Linked DNA regions of Sus scrofa: region 1 is linked to region 2. Evidence: chromatin contacts called from public HiChIP or PLAC-seq data. All regions are on one chromosome and are shown on one strand. Each heading gives the region's core, a stretch centred on a gene start, on an enhancer-like site or on the middle of the called end of the contact. The rest is flanking DNA. Distances are from core to core; before and after follow the strand shown.

Region 1 (4,081 bases), core at 533-3,032, 140 kb after region 2:
GGCTAAATTCCCCATCACTGGAGGTGGACCCGAGCATCAGGGCTTTTTAAAGTCCCAGAGGATTCTGCTGGGTGACCAGGTTTGAGAACGGACTGTCTCTGGGCCTTTGCTCAGCGTAACCTCCTGTGATCACAGGCAGAGGAGGCCTTTCCTAAGTGTGAGGGCAGTGAGGGGCCAGGCCCTTCCTTCCTGCTTCTTTAGTGCTGTGTTTTGGGATACAGGGTTAGAGGAGGGGAGAGGGGAGTGGGTCTGTGCTGCTTGAGTGCTCAGGCACACACATGCATGCGCGCACACACACACACACACACACACCCTCAGAATGGGTCCTGATTACATCTTCCTGAATAAGTGGTTATCGCGCTGGTTATTCATGTAACCATGCATTATTGATCGGCCTTCGCCTCGGTGCACACCAGATGGGGTAGGAGGGGGTGCGGATGGGGCTGATGTGCGGGGGCGGTGGGGGAGGAGTGGGGAGGTTTGGGGGCCAGCCGGCTGAATAGAAATCAACAGTGGCTCTTGGCAGCTGCAGCTCTGATGGGAGGTGGGGGTGATTCATTACCCCTCCATTCAGACTGGGGCCCAGAGCTGAGGGGCCAGGAGGGGAGAAAGCCTGGAACAGCCCGAGCCTGGAGATGCATTATTCATAACCCCCCTCCCAGGACTGGTTATTATCCCGAACCACTATAGAGCTTGGTCTCCTAATTTTTAATCACAGGGAAGGTGGAAGCGTTAGCCTTTTGTGATTAATCCGGAGATAAAAATAGTTGACTGTTTTGGTGTTGTCTTGTTGTCAGTCAGGAAAAAAAATGCATTAACTGTTGGGTGACTGAGGCCTGGGCGGACCTGTGTGGATCCCAGGCAAAGTTGGTCCCCAGAGCTGGAAGCCAGCCCGGGGATCCCACCCTGCCTCGGACAGGGCTGGCAGGAGTAGGGGGGCTGTCTCCTCGGAGCTGCTCGTGGCAGGGACACATCGTGTGAGTTAGGGGTCCACAGTCACAGGGTGGCTGGCTCTTTGCCGTTTCCCCTCCTGTCATCTGGGATCCGGGCAGCCATCTGGGGGTCTTTCTCCTTGCTCTGCCCCTCTCTGGCCACCAGTCTGGCGGATGGTGCCACCGGCGAGGTGGGCAGGGTGGGCACCCGCTCCCCTTGTGTGGAAGGGATTCCCTGAGGACCTTCTCCCAGCTCTGCTGCCAAGGGCAAGGGGGCTGGCGTGGAGGGGCAGGCAGGGAGGCACAGACAGAGGGGCCAGGAGGCCAAGGGAGAGCTGCCCGGCTCCAGCTGGGAGGTAAAGCTGTCCTTTCTTAGGCATGAGGGTTCTTTACACCCTTTCACAGAAACAAGGGCTTTTGTGGTGAAAAGTTGTATAGAACCAGCCCCACTGCTGTCACCAAGGAGTGCTCCTCTGATCAGAAAGCCTTGGATTTCTGGACCAGAGCAAAAGCTAGGGGTGACCACCTGACCGTCCTTCCCACAGGACATCAACTGGACAGAGAGCAGAATGGAGCTGGGCCCAGAGGCCTTCCACTTCCTTCTGGAACAGCTTGTTGCTTCTGGGCGCAGCTCCTTTGACACCCTGGTGTGGGTTTGCCCGGAGAGGCTGGGAAAATGCCCTCAGTACCAGGTCCAGGTGTTCTGATGGGGGTTTTCTCCAAACTCCAGTGGGTCACCTGAGGGGCCCCCTCTGGGCTGCCAGGATTTCCCAAATGCTCAGTCAGCCTAGATGGCTGCTCTCCAGACATGGCGATGGGACACACCTGCTGACAGAGATCAGCTGCGCGGACACGCAGCTCATGTTACCAGTGGCAGCTGAACCGGTCGGGAGGTCAGCCATGTGGTCCTCTGGCCCCCAATAGCTCCGGGGCACCTCCTAGATGCCAAGCTCTGTGGAGGGCAGGCCCAGGTCTTGGTCGCCTTATGCACGGTGCATTCTCCACAAGCAGTCAGTTCAAAACACTGTCTGCTGGTGTCCCTGCTCTGCTCCAAGCTCTCCGGGGTGGGGGGACAAGGGCCTCTGGATGCTCCCGGGACGTAAGGTGAACTTCTCTCCATTGCCCACAAGCACCTGCACCCAGGCCCCAGCGCGCCTCTGGGACATGGGTCTGTTCCAGCCATTTCACCCTCACCACGTCCCACCCCCACAGCCTTTCTGTCTGGAAGGCTCTTTTCTGCGTCCTTGTCCTGCCAGTTTCTTCCTGTCAATGACGGTGCAGCTTAAATGTCACATCCTCAGTGAGGCCCAGCCACCCTGCTCAACAGCCCCTCAATTACTCTCCATCACGCCAGCCCGCTTCTTTTTTCTTTATCCCTGGGTTCGTTTGTTATCATCCCTTATGGAAAGAAGGCTCCCTGACAACAAAGAAAGACCTTACCTGGGAGGTCCCGTTGTGGCTCAGCGGGTTAAGAACCTGACTAGGATCCATGAGGATGTGGGTTTGATCCCACGTCTCGTTCAGTGGCGTAAGGATCTGGCGTTGCCCTGAGCTATGGCATAGGTAGCAAACGCAGCTTAGATCCCATGTTGCTGTGGTTGTGGTGTAGGCCAGCAACTGCAGCTCCAATTCGACCCCTAACCTGGAAACTTGCATAAGCCGCAGGTGCAGCCCTACAAGCCAAATAAAATAAAATTTACAAAGACCTTATCTGTCTTGGTCACTGCAGTATGGCCTTATTCAGATCCGTGGCTGGCATACAGTAGCTGCTCAGTGAATGTTTATGAATGAATCTGTGAAAGATCCCTGGATGAGTGGTCTGTCATGGACATTTGCTTCTGGGGCCAGCAGTTTTTATGCTGTGTGTAGGGGGGTGCTGGGTAGAGTTGGGGGTGGCAGATGAGTGTGTATTGGGGCGGGATGGGCAGCTGGGGCAGCTGTGTAGGAACTCATTATGGTGGGACCTGGGGGACCTGGCTGTTTCCTGCCATTTCTGGAGAGGGGAAGCCTGAGTGGGGAGGACTTGGGGTGGTGGTTCTCGGCCTGATTTCTCGTTAGCACCAGGCGCCTTGGTTAGGGACATCCCCGGCAGGGTGGCAGAGAGCTTCTGGCTTGGAGCAAAGAGGAGGTTTGCCATGAAAGGTGCTAGTCCTGGCATCAGCGTTCAGCCCTGGGCCCCCGGGGAGTGGGGGAGGGTTGGGAGCAGGCTGAGTTGGTGCTGGGGGTGGGAGAGCTGACTGGAGGGGCAGGGGACGCCTCTGGGCCCATCCTAACCAACACCTCCCACACTTTCAGAACCTTCCTCCCCGTGTCCTGGGTGCACAGGGAGCCAGCTTTCCTTCCTTTCCTTTTACTCTTCCTCCATGTCTTTGTATTTATTTTTTTCTTTTAGGGCCTCACCCACGGCACATGGATGTTCCCAGGCTAGGGGTCGAATCAGGGCTACAGCTACTGGCCTATCCCACAGCCAAAGCAGCACAGGATCCAAGCTGAGTCTGTGACCTACACCACAGCTCATGGCAATGCCGGATCCTTAGTCCACTGAATAAGGCCAGGGATAGAACCTGCATCGTCATGGATACTAGTCGGGTTCATTGCCACTGAGCCACAATGGGAACTCCCCCTCCCTGTCTTTCTTTCAGTCTCTTCTATGTCACAGTCTGAACATACATAGTAAAACCAGACACAGCCTGCCCTCCTGGAGGGGATAAAGAGAACTTGGTTACTCAAAGTGTGTGCCTGGGACAGACCTGCAGCCTCTGTGTCACCAGGGAGCTTATGAGAAACCCAGAAGCTTGTCCACCATGGGACCTCCTGAATCTGAATCTGTGATAATTTGTATCTACATTAATGTCCAAGATAATTTGTATCTATATTAATGTCTAATCCCCACTGCTTTCAGGGGTTCCTTGGATGATTACTAACTGATGAGAGCTTTGAGAAAAGGCTCAGTGGACAATGAGAACACCTATGGGGCCCTTGGTCCCTTGGTTGGCACCTCGTGACTCCCTGGGCTAGTGACTCCCTGGGCTAGTGCACTGCTATGGGATACTGGATTTGAAGGCAGACTCCAGGATGAATGTGTTTCGTAACTGGTTCCGTTGCAGGGTGGTTCTTGAACTTGGGATGATGGAGTCCTTCTTTTCTGG
Region 2 (4,578 bases), core at 1,333-3,832:
ACCTGTGGCATAGGTAGCAGACGAGGCTCGGATCTGGCATTGCTGTGGCTGTGGTATAGGTTGGCAGCTGTAGCTCCGATTCAACTCCTAGCCTGTGAACCTCCATCTGCCATGGATGTAGCCCTAAGAAGTAAAAATAAATAAACAAAATAAATCAGAATACAAAATTTGACATAAAAAATTTAACTAGCACAGTGCTTTGCAACTTTGCTCTCCAATACATTCCTTCCAACCAAATTAAAAGAAAAAAAAAAAAAGGAAGGGTGGTTAGCAGAAAATATCACATCAATGATTTGCCAACAACAACAAAAAATTGTTGCCTGCCTGCCATTTCAGTAACCAGCGAATATTGCTCACCATCAAGCCATTAGCCACTGTTTTAGGCCGTGATGATGCACCCTGAGGGGGCATTCAGGATGAAGAAAAACAGGATACTGGCCCTAGATAGTTAAGGTGCATAACTAAGAAATAATTTCAATGACCTCAGACTCTTGCATCTTCCCATGTATAGAGAGGCACTAAAATCCTTAACCTGAAATGTCTGTTTTTCATGATTAGCAGTAATCTTTGGATGCTCAACTACATTTTTTTTTTTCTAACAAAACCTCCTATATATCCTGGCTCCTCTCTTACCTCTTTGGAACAGCTCCTCAGAGCCATCAGAGACTGTTTTCCAGGCTACAGTCCTCAGTAGATTCTCTGAATAAAGTATAACATGCAACTTGTAGGCTGTGTGTTTTTTTCAGTTGGCAAGTATCAGCAGAGGTGCACTCACTTCTCAGGAAGGCATGCTCAAGCACCAAGAGTTGCAGGGAAATCATAAGTAAATATTTTATACGGCAAAAAAAATTTTTAAAGAAAAGAGGGGTTCCCATTGTGGCTTAGCAGGTTAAGAACCCGACATAGTCTCCATGATGATGTGTGTTTGATCCCTGGCCTTATTCAGTCGAAGATCTGCCATTGCCACAAGCTGCAACGTAGGTTCCAGATGCGGCTCTGACCTGGTGTTGCTGTGGCTGTGGCATAGGCCAGCAGCTGTAGCTCTGACTGGACTACTAGCCTGGGAACCTCTATATGCCGTGGGTGCAGCCCCCCCAAAAATTTTTTTTTTTAATAAATAAAATAAAACCCTGAGCCATATCCTTGAATTATTTCGCAGATAATGAAATCCCCACTAGGTAGAAGTTAACTGCAAACTACATACTGATCACAACCTTGTAGACCCCAGACTGGTTGGAATCAGAGGTTGATACTGACCCCAGAAATACCATCTATCAACCAGAAGAATGTCCATTAGATGATCAGGTACCCTGCCACCTTTTCCTTCACCTTGCCTTTAAAAACACCTCCCTGAAAGCCATCAAGAAGTTCAGGTCTTTTGAGCATGAGCTGCCAGTTTTCCTTGCTTGGTCTCACTTTAAGAACCTTGCAATTGGGAGTTTCCGTTGTGGAAAAGCGGAAACGAATCCGACTAGGAACTACGAGGTTGTGGGTTCCATCCCTGGCCTCGCTCAGTGTGTTGAGAATCCAGCGTTGCCATGAGCTGTGGTGTAGGTCACAGACGCAGCTCGGATCCTGCATTGCTGTGGCTGTGCTATAGTTCCGATTGGACCCCTAGCCTCCACATGCAGCGGGTGCGACCCTAAAACGCAAAGAAACCCCAAAGACTGCAATAAACGCTGTACTTTCCCTCATCACAACCCAGTGTGGATAGATTGCAGTAAGTTGCCCAAGGAGACCCAACTTTGGTTCTGTAACATGGATACAGTGGGGCAGAAGCAAAGAGGCAGGCAATGAGTGAGACCAAGCAAGGAAAACCTGGCAGCTCATCCTTAAAAGACCTGAACTTCTTGATGGCTTTCAGGGAAGTGTTTTTAAAGGCAAGGTGAACGAGAAGGTGGCAGGGTACCTGATCATCTAATGGACAGGAAGCAGAAGCAAAGAGGCAGGCAATGGAAATGTACTTCTGGCCCTGTTCACTTACCATTCTTCTCAGCAAAAAATACTGGGATTTACAAAGAAAAGGACAACACAAAGAGGACTTTTGTAAAATGGAAACGGGTGAAAAATGGATAGGGTTTTAAGCGTTCTCTATGTTCAATCAATTGACTAAGAAAGAGATTGGCTCAACAGATTTGCTTCAGAAACATCCCTTCCACTCTAATCAATGTTGGCATAACTCTGATTAAAAAGCTGTATTCAACCCAAGTGTCAGCGCAGAGTCCAAAGGGCGTCTTGCAGCTCGGACTCGGGGGAGTAGGGGTGGGGTGGGGTGGCTGGGCTACCCTCTCCCCTGCAGCCTCTCTAGCCTTGCTGTCACCTTCTCTTTTCCCTCAGGACCAGCCTCCGCCCGGGTTGGCTAGCACGAGGAGACCAAAGGCGGGAAACTCGAATTAAGATGCTCACTCTAGACGAGTCCCAAAAAACAGCGGCCCTAGGTTTCCTACAGCCAGGAGATCGGCTGACTCCGGCGCGGAGCACGTCGGGAGTTGTAGTCACCGCCCTCCGCGGAGGTGGGGTGAGGCGGCAGAGGGGCGGGGCCGCGGCCGGGTTGGCGCAGGCGCACACTCTCCCCCGGCAATATGGCGGACACCGCTCCTCAACCCAGCAAGAGAAAGCGCGAACGAGACCCGGAGGAGGCGGAGGCACCCAGCACAGAGGAGAAGGAAGCAAGGGTTGGGAATGGTACCTCTGCTCCTGTCCGCTTACCTTTCTCCGGCTTTAGAGTGAAAAAAGTGCTAAGGGAGTCTGCGCGGGACAAAATCATTTTCCTGCACGGAAAGGTACCATTAAGCAGCGTTGGGGTGGGGATGCGGGAAGGAGTGACCCAATCGTCGCCTCGGAGGCGGATTTTTTTTTTTTTTTTTTGAGATTCTTTGGAAAATACTAATCGCATTGCCCCGGGTGGGAAGGAGGCCAAGTGCGCCAAAATGCCTGGGCAGGGGTTTGGTTCGTGGAGGAAACAAGGATACTTGTGAAATTAAGGGAATTAACACGCGTGGGGCTAATTTCCCTAATTCCTCCTCTTGTACTAAAATAAGAACCTAACACTTGCGGAGTGTATTTATTGTCGATTAAAAAGTCGCATGTTAAATTCCCCAAGCTTTCACCATTCATTTATTAAACCTGTAACGTGCTAGTTCTCTTGTGGCACAGCTGGTTAAGGATCTGGAGGTTTCACTGATGGGGCTTGGATCGCTGTTGTGGCGCAGGTTCCATCCCTGGCCCAGAACTCCACGTGCCTTGGGTGAGGGCAAACAAACAAACAAACGGGCCCCAACAAAACACACAAAAACCCTGTAAGGTGCTAGGAATCCAGTATGTTTCTGGGCAGTCTTGGTCATCCAGGCCCCAGGCAATAACATAGGCACTGTAGGAAGTATGATCTCTGCTATATACAGGACTCCCGCTCCTGGGAGCGGGGAAACAGTTTGTTGAATTGGTGATTCAATTCCACATATCATGCACAGACAGGCCAGCACTGAACTGGGTGCAACATAGAGCTGAAAGTTCCCATTCTTGATTCAATTCCACGTTTCATGCACAGACGGGCCAGCACTGAACTGGGTGCAACATAGAGCTGAAAGTTCCCATCCTTGATCTTCAGGAGTGCAGAGCATCCTTAAGCAGACAGGCACAGCTAGCTCTAATATCACGTGCTCAGCTCTCCAGCAGGGACTGAGGAGAGACTGGATACTGACCCAAGAGCTAGTAAAGAGGCAGTCCAAGGGTTCCCCAGAAGTCCTGGCAGGCGCTCTCACTTTTGGGAGGATGGGGGCAGGGAGACCCTGGGCCAGGCTTCCATGCCTCTTTCTGTGTCTCTTGTGTTTTACAAGGTTCTGTCTGTCTCAGCCCAACTTACCTTCAGTCTGCAGCACCTGCTGAAGATTTTAGCCATGGGAACCTTTGAGCTCGAAGCTAGTTGGGATACTTAAAGTCTAATTTCTATTTCACCATTTGGGCAAGTCACTTAAACTTCTCTAGACCTCATTTTCTTCAGCTGTAAAATGGGGAGAATTTTTTTGGGGGGGTGTCTTTTTTTTTTTTTTTCTTTTTTTAGGGCTGCACCCGAGGCACATAGAAGTTCCCAGGCTAGGAGTCCAGTCAGAGCTGTAGCTGCTGGCTTACGCCACAGCCACAGCAACGCCAGATTGGAGCCAAGGCTGTGACGTACACCTTAGCTCATGGCAATGCCGAATCCTTAACCCACTGAGTGAAGCCAGGGATTGAACCCATGTCTTCATGGGTACTAGTCAGGTTCGTTACCGCTGAGCCACGACAGGAACTCCAAAATGAGGAGAATTTGACAGAGGCCTTGTGAGCCCAAAAGAGAAGACAGTTGAGAAGTCTTGCATCTCTTAAAGAGCTGTGGCAAGGATCTGGGTTGATGAGATGCCTTCTCCAGGAAAAGAAACATGGGTGCCTTTGGCTAGGCTTTCTTAGAGGGAAGACTGCAGAGAAGGAAATCCAAAGTATTGAGATTGCTAAGGCCCTGAGAGCTTTTACTTTTGCTGTCCAGGTTTCAACTATGGTTCTACCCCAGGGCCCACTGATGGTGTCTCTGCCCATAGGTGAATG

What was found. HiChIP or PLAC-seq counts read pairs in DNA pulled down with a chosen protein or histone mark.
Region 1: an H3K27ac HiChIP or PLAC-seq map of skeletal muscle shows a contact between it and region 2. The contact joins the enhancer-like site here to the promoter of DCPS in region 2. A contact is called at or near these places in 2 of 5 promoter capture datasets (fetal liver and liver), 14 of 47 Hi-C or Micro-C datasets (alveolar macrophages, blood, embryonic fibroblasts and 9 more) and 2 of 2 datasets of contacts at active chromatin or transcription factors (alveolar macrophages and skeletal muscle).

Annotation. Positions count from the first base shown.
Region 1 is chr9:53,540,064-53,544,144 of Sscrofa11.1, forward strand. The region is part of intron 5 of KIRREL3 (kin of IRRE-like protein 3); the gene reads right to left. Among named protein-coding and RNA genes, the nearest start is that of ST3GAL4, 66 kb to the left of the region's middle. Within about 2 kb of position 1,783, at least 7 of the 83 cell types and tissues checked have an H3K27ac peak or open chromatin away from gene starts, as enhancers often do. A contact at or near this core is called in fetal skeletal muscle and skeletal muscle, where this site is marked.
Region 2 is chr9:53,398,205-53,402,782 of Sscrofa11.1, forward strand. DCPS (decapping enzyme, scavenger) reads left to right here and starts at 2,583. Exons shown (of 6, transcript NM_213790.1): 1 at 2,583-2,783; 2 at 4,572-4,578. The coding sequence starts at 2,583.